Linked DNA regions of Anser cygnoides: region 2 is linked to region 1. Evidence: chromatin contacts called from public Hi-C data. All regions are on one chromosome and are shown on one strand. Each heading gives the region's core, a stretch centred on a gene start, on an enhancer-like site or on the middle of the called end of the contact. The rest is flanking DNA. Distances are from core to core; before and after follow the strand shown.

Evidence for each region. A called contact is a pair of places that touch in the nucleus more often than the background predicts.
Region 2: a Hi-C map of liver shows a contact between it and region 1, with 3 times the contacts expected there. The contact joins two enhancer-like sites. A contact is called at or near these places in 2 of 7 Hi-C or Micro-C datasets (both in liver).

The regions. Positions count from the first base shown.
Region 1 is chrZ:3,430,212-3,432,911 of Taihu_goose_T2T_genome, reverse strand. No RefSeq gene overlaps it. Among named protein-coding and RNA genes, the nearest start is that of ARRDC3, 15 kb to the right of the region's middle. Within about 2 kb of position 1,266, at least 2 of the 3 cell types and tissues checked have open chromatin away from gene starts, as enhancers often do. A contact at or near this core is called in liver, where this site is marked.
Region 2 is chrZ:3,532,888-3,535,599 of Taihu_goose_T2T_genome, reverse strand. All of the region lies in intron 86 of ADGRV1 (adhesion G protein-coupled receptor V1), which reads left to right. Among named protein-coding and RNA genes, the nearest start is that of ARRDC3, 120 kb to the right of the region's middle. Within about 2 kb of position 1,444, at least 2 of the 3 cell types and tissues checked have open chromatin away from gene starts, as enhancers often do. A contact at or near this core is called in liver, where this site is marked.

The DNA of each region.
Region 1 (2,700 bases), core at 17-2,516:
ACATTCTGGGAAAGTATTTCAAGTACAGAAGGTAGACAAAAGACGATTTTTGAGGAAATTGAGCTGTATGATTGGCTGTATTGGTTGTGTAGGATATAGGAGCAAAGACAAGCATTCAAAGAAGTAGGATGTTTTGGAACACTGGAAAATCTGAATAAAATATAGAAAAGGGAAGTCAGGGATGGGATTAAGAGAAGGTTGTTACCATCTTTAAATTACTTTGAATTATAAAGGGAAAAAAAAAAACAAAAACAGGAAAACCTTGGGAAGAAAAGTAAACAGTCATGTGGTTTTGAAGTTAAACTGTGTTGTTCCACTGCTGCCTAGGCCAGGTATTGCTTTCTTTATTTGTTTTCTTTGGGAGGATACCTTTATGTGATACAGCAGACAAATTGCTTTATTGCTTTAGAGGTGTGGAACCCTGTCACAATTAATGGTGTCTGATGCACTAAAACATAACGGGCAGCAGTAAAACTGTCTTTCCTGTCTTAAACTGGTAAAAGATAGGTATGAAGAACACTTGCTTTAATTTATGGGAGATAATTAAATAGCTGTAAAACATCAGTGAAGCTTTTTCTTTGTTTATAACACGTTTAACACTGAAACAGCTTTGGAAATGGGAGCTGGAGTTTAAGATGTTAGGAAGATGCTTCCTCTTAGCCTGGCTAGCCAGAAAAATGGATTGGTGCTAGCAGACTTCAACGCCTTTAGAATATACTCCCAAATGGGGGTGTAAATAATAATAATAATAGTAAAACACATTTATTAATCAGAAATCATTACCCAGGGAATATTGTACATATTTTACAGAGCTAGCAGAACCATGGAAGGATTTATGAAGTGCTGCTTAGCTGATGGACAAACATGACAGATTTGCCTTCAACATTGCTGTGACCATCTCTAGTGGGAAGTTTCATTTTGAATCTAGGCAGCCTGATGACAGCAAGGCCTTGTTTAGATCTAGGCAACTTCATTAATTTTCGGACAAAAATAATAAAAAAGTATTACATTTTGCAATGATTTATCCCTCCTCCTGTGCTTCTCCCATATATTCATTCGAAAATGGGAGCATCGTTATGTCCGTGGAGAAAGACGGAATGGCATCACGATAACCAATAAATTTTAGAAATAACATTTGTTAAATCAGCAAACAGCTAGCAGGTCCTGCTAGAAACCCTGTGGGGAGCTTGTGGTGGGGCTTGCTGCTCTCCCTGACGCTGATGCTCCATCACAGGGATGTTTTTTTTGTGTTCCTTGTGTAATACTTCAGTATGAGCACTTAGTACCTGGCTTTGCACTTTATGATTAGTTCCCGGGCTTAGGGTTGGTGTCATTTTTTTAACTCTTGCGTTCCTACCTCATTAAAAACGCATCTAAACTGCTTGATTTTTTGTTACGTTTAAAGCTCTCACCTTCGCTGTTTGAGGTCCTTGTCCTTCACCCAAGTCTGGCTAACGTCAGCAGCAAGGTGCCTGGAGCACACTGAAAACACGACGTCCTTCTGACCGCGGAATCGTCTGTTAGGAGCTGGATCAGACGAGGGGTTCGCCGTCCAACTCAGATTTCGTGGCCGCATCTGGCCCTAGCTCAGAAGCTACCGCCGCGTCCTGATGTCCACGAGGTCAGGAGGCAGGGAGATCCAGCTCTAAAAATATCAGGCTGTAGCTGGGCAGGGGAGTTCCAGGAGGGAGCGACTGCTGGGAGAAGAAATAGGTTAATTATTTCCTATTTCAAGGGTATCATCTGTGTGGCAGGTGGAGCATGCCTGACCGCCTGCCTCTGCAAGTTGGTTTCCCGGGGAAGAAAGTGGAAGAGCTGTCACAGAAACCCAGCCCAACAAAGCCCCAAAGAAGGGTTAAGTGCTACGTACATGTTTTAGCGAGGTAACTGCTAAAAAAAAAAGATGCTGATTGGTTTTGTGACATTGCCTAATGTCTCTCTTTGGAAGTGTAAGTGTGCAAGCTTTGTAACTTGCCATCCCTTGGATGGATACCACACGGGCAGCAGATGTGGAAGAGCTGTCAGTTTTACACCCTGGTGTAGGAGATTTGTATGTGCGAACAGGTATTTTAATATCCAGAAATACAAAGGATTTGTTTTTTAAAAAAATCAGACCTCTAAGAACAAAACTGGTAATTTCCAACTTTGTAATAACGCTGGCAGTAAACCTAGGCTTCAAAGAATCGTTATGAAGAGGTTCTGGTTGAAAAACGTGAGACTTCAAGAAAATACTGCCTGAAAACTGCTAGACAGCCCTGTCCCTTAAATGACACTGATGCTAATTTAAATTCTAATGCTGCCACGTAGCAACAGAAATTAGGTAGTAAAAAAAAACGTTGTCCTGGTATAAAATAATCAGCAGAAGCCCCGTGCGCGCCGGCCTCCCGCGGCCCTGACAGCTGGCCTGGTGAACCTGCTCTTAGGTCAAGCAACACGCCGATGCCGGAGGACGACGATAATCCACGCCGCGGCGGGCTCAGCTGCGTGTGGCATGCGGAAGCAAGATGCCATGGCAGGGCCTCGCCGCTGAGCGCCCGGAGCTGCGTTAACATCCTGCACACAGGGCAGGTGGTGGTTTCTGCAGTTAGTTTTCCCCAGGGGGGGAACAGGAGGCGACTTCCGCGTGTGGCCCTCCTGCCTTCGAAAAAAAATCCCTTCCAGTTTCCTCCCACCCCAAAAAGGTCCCAGACTGGCATGGCA
Region 2 (2,712 bases), core at 195-2,694, 100 kb before region 1:
TTCCTGAAACACCACCACTGTATAAACAACCTCACCACATACATATTGTTCTCCTGTTTTAAAAGTTGCAGTTATCTAACCAGGAAACAGAAGAGCCAACTGGTGATTCAGGTGACCAGACATTCAGCACGAGTTAAAAGAACGGTGAAGCATCAGGGCGAACAGTCTGCAAATAACACCCAACGTCTGCGAGCTGTGCTGTTATTCAGATAAGCAGATATACTGATTTGTGTTAATAAAATAAAGGGTCATCACACAGGCTGTTTCTGTAGGAGAGAAGTACGCATTACACACACTTCTTGTAGCAAATACAGCTTTTTCAGGTCGTGCTCCCCTGAGAGGAGCCATCAGGGCGGTCTTGGGGGGCAAGCACGCAGTGGTGGAAGCTCCTCCTGGCCTGCAGACAGACACATTTGTCTTGGTGTGACAGTGTCATCCAAGTCCCTGACCTCAGCCTGTTTGGGGATGAGAGAGGGGTGTGAAAAGGGGCTTAGGTGTGGATGGCACGTTACGAAAGTGATTTCCTGTGGAACTTGCTGTCTCTCCACACGTGCTGTTCGCGCGTCATTCACACGCGCTGCGCCTTCATCAGCTCTCAGGCAGTGGTTGTTAAATCTGGGACGAGGTCTTCTGCCTCCAAAGGCTGCTTTACCGTCTATTAGTGGGCATTCCTGCTACGCGTGTGCCCCGCTTCAGTCTGAAAGCAGTTCAGCATTCGTTAAAAGCTTTTCCCAACAGGAAAGAGAACATGAAATAGTTTACCAGGAGCAGAGCCCTGCTTCCCTGCTGCTCAGGAGTTACAGACCCTGAGCAGAGCAGAGCACGACCCATTAAATGTGTTTGATATCCAGATGGATCCAGCTCAGGAGACTGCAAAGGCACTGTATATTATCCAATTTAGTTGTTTAGCCGCATGACAAACATTTCCTCGGAAATGCACTTGATAGAAAAATCATCTCCTAAGGACAGATTGTTTCCAAGCACTTCCTGTGGGAAATGGTTTCCATCAGAGAGGAGTTTACAGTACAAGCTATTCATGTGCATGCAGAGGAGGGACAGTCCTTTCCCTGTATCTTCAAGAATAAACATGCAAAGTGCTGTTTAGGGGTACAATATCTGATTTACATCGTCACAGAGTAAACAGTCACCCAGCAAATAAATACAGCTAAAGCCCTTCTGTTCACCAAGGCCAAGATGAAAGTTTAAAAGGTATCTTAAAACTTTTTCATCCAATGTTCTTAAAGTAGGAAATCCCAAAACACATTTAGAAAAGTGTAAAAGGAAAAGGCTAAGGAGCATGTTTAGGATATCTGATGCTTGGAGTTCCTCTATGGCATGATCCTGATTATCCCACCCAGGCAGCATCCGTGTCACAGAAGCACACCCTGTCCTCTCCTGTGAAAGACTTGGGCTCCCGACCCTTTCAGCTGGAAGACGAGAAAGGAACATTTACCTTTTTACATATGACTGCCTGAATGGATTTATTCGCAAGCTGTTTGTTGGGGTCAGGAGTGAAGGAATAAGCTGCTGTGGCTCTCAAAAGGTTAGGATTTCACAAGCCATTTTGCACATGCTGTATTAATATAAAAGATAGCTCTGTTTTTCATGAGATTTGTGGGGTGTTTCTGGTTTCTGTAGCTGAGGTCATCAGCGGCATATTTACCGTTCAGTCGAGGCTGATCCAAAGTTCAGGGAGGTGGGAGGATCCCTTCCCCTCGTTTGCAGAGGCTGGGGTTAGGCTTTAGGTCTGTGCCGAGGCTTCTCCCCTGAGCTGAATCCTTTTATCTGAACCCTTTCTCATTATGATCTTGATTATTATTCAGTTATATTTCCAACAAACTTCACTGGACACCCTGACCCTCTATCCTGTAATTTAGAATATATGCACACTGCAACCTGCAAAGTGTTAGGTACTCCCAAGCTACCTCTGTTGTGGCTTCTTGTACCTTGTACTAGTCCTTACCACACCCTACTCCCAGTAAAAAAAATAACTAAATTTTTAAAATAAAAAGTAATTGTGAACCAAAACCTTGCTTTTAAGAAATGGTGAAATGTTACATGTCAACAGTAGCAAAAGTCCATTTTTCAGGGATCTTAAGTCAAGAGAAAAGCAAATCAAGCCTGGGAGGTATTCCATTATTCAAATAGACCTTATGTGGTTGTTTTGGCTGACAGAGATATGAATAAAATATCTTTTCCCATTGCGTATTTGAACACACTAGTTCAACATGACTGCATTACTGACTGTTATATATAAAATAAGTGTTTCCAAGAAACCCTGAAAATATCTGGAAGTAGCAGTTGATTGATGATTTTCTAAACTGGGCAAAATGGCTGACTTTTCTAAAAGTAAAAATTTTGAAGGTCAACTAATTAGTAGTGGGGTACAGTAAAAGAAAAATATTCAAAAGTTCAGATATAAAAGTTTAAGAAAACCTCGGTACTTTTAACAAGAAACGTGGACATACAGAAGTCTGCTGAACAGGTGCACACCTTAACCTGACCTTGACTGGAGGAGATACAATTCACCAAACTTCATTTAGAATAGCAGACGCAAACTGGAATGTGAATAGGAGCTGATTCAGTAGCAAAGAGATAAAATATCGAATTTTTAGATACGGTAGCAAACAACATGAACATTGGTTTCTAGAGCAACCAAAAATAATTGTGGCAAGAGACATGCCAGAGGTTTTAGAGGCCAAAACAAAGTAA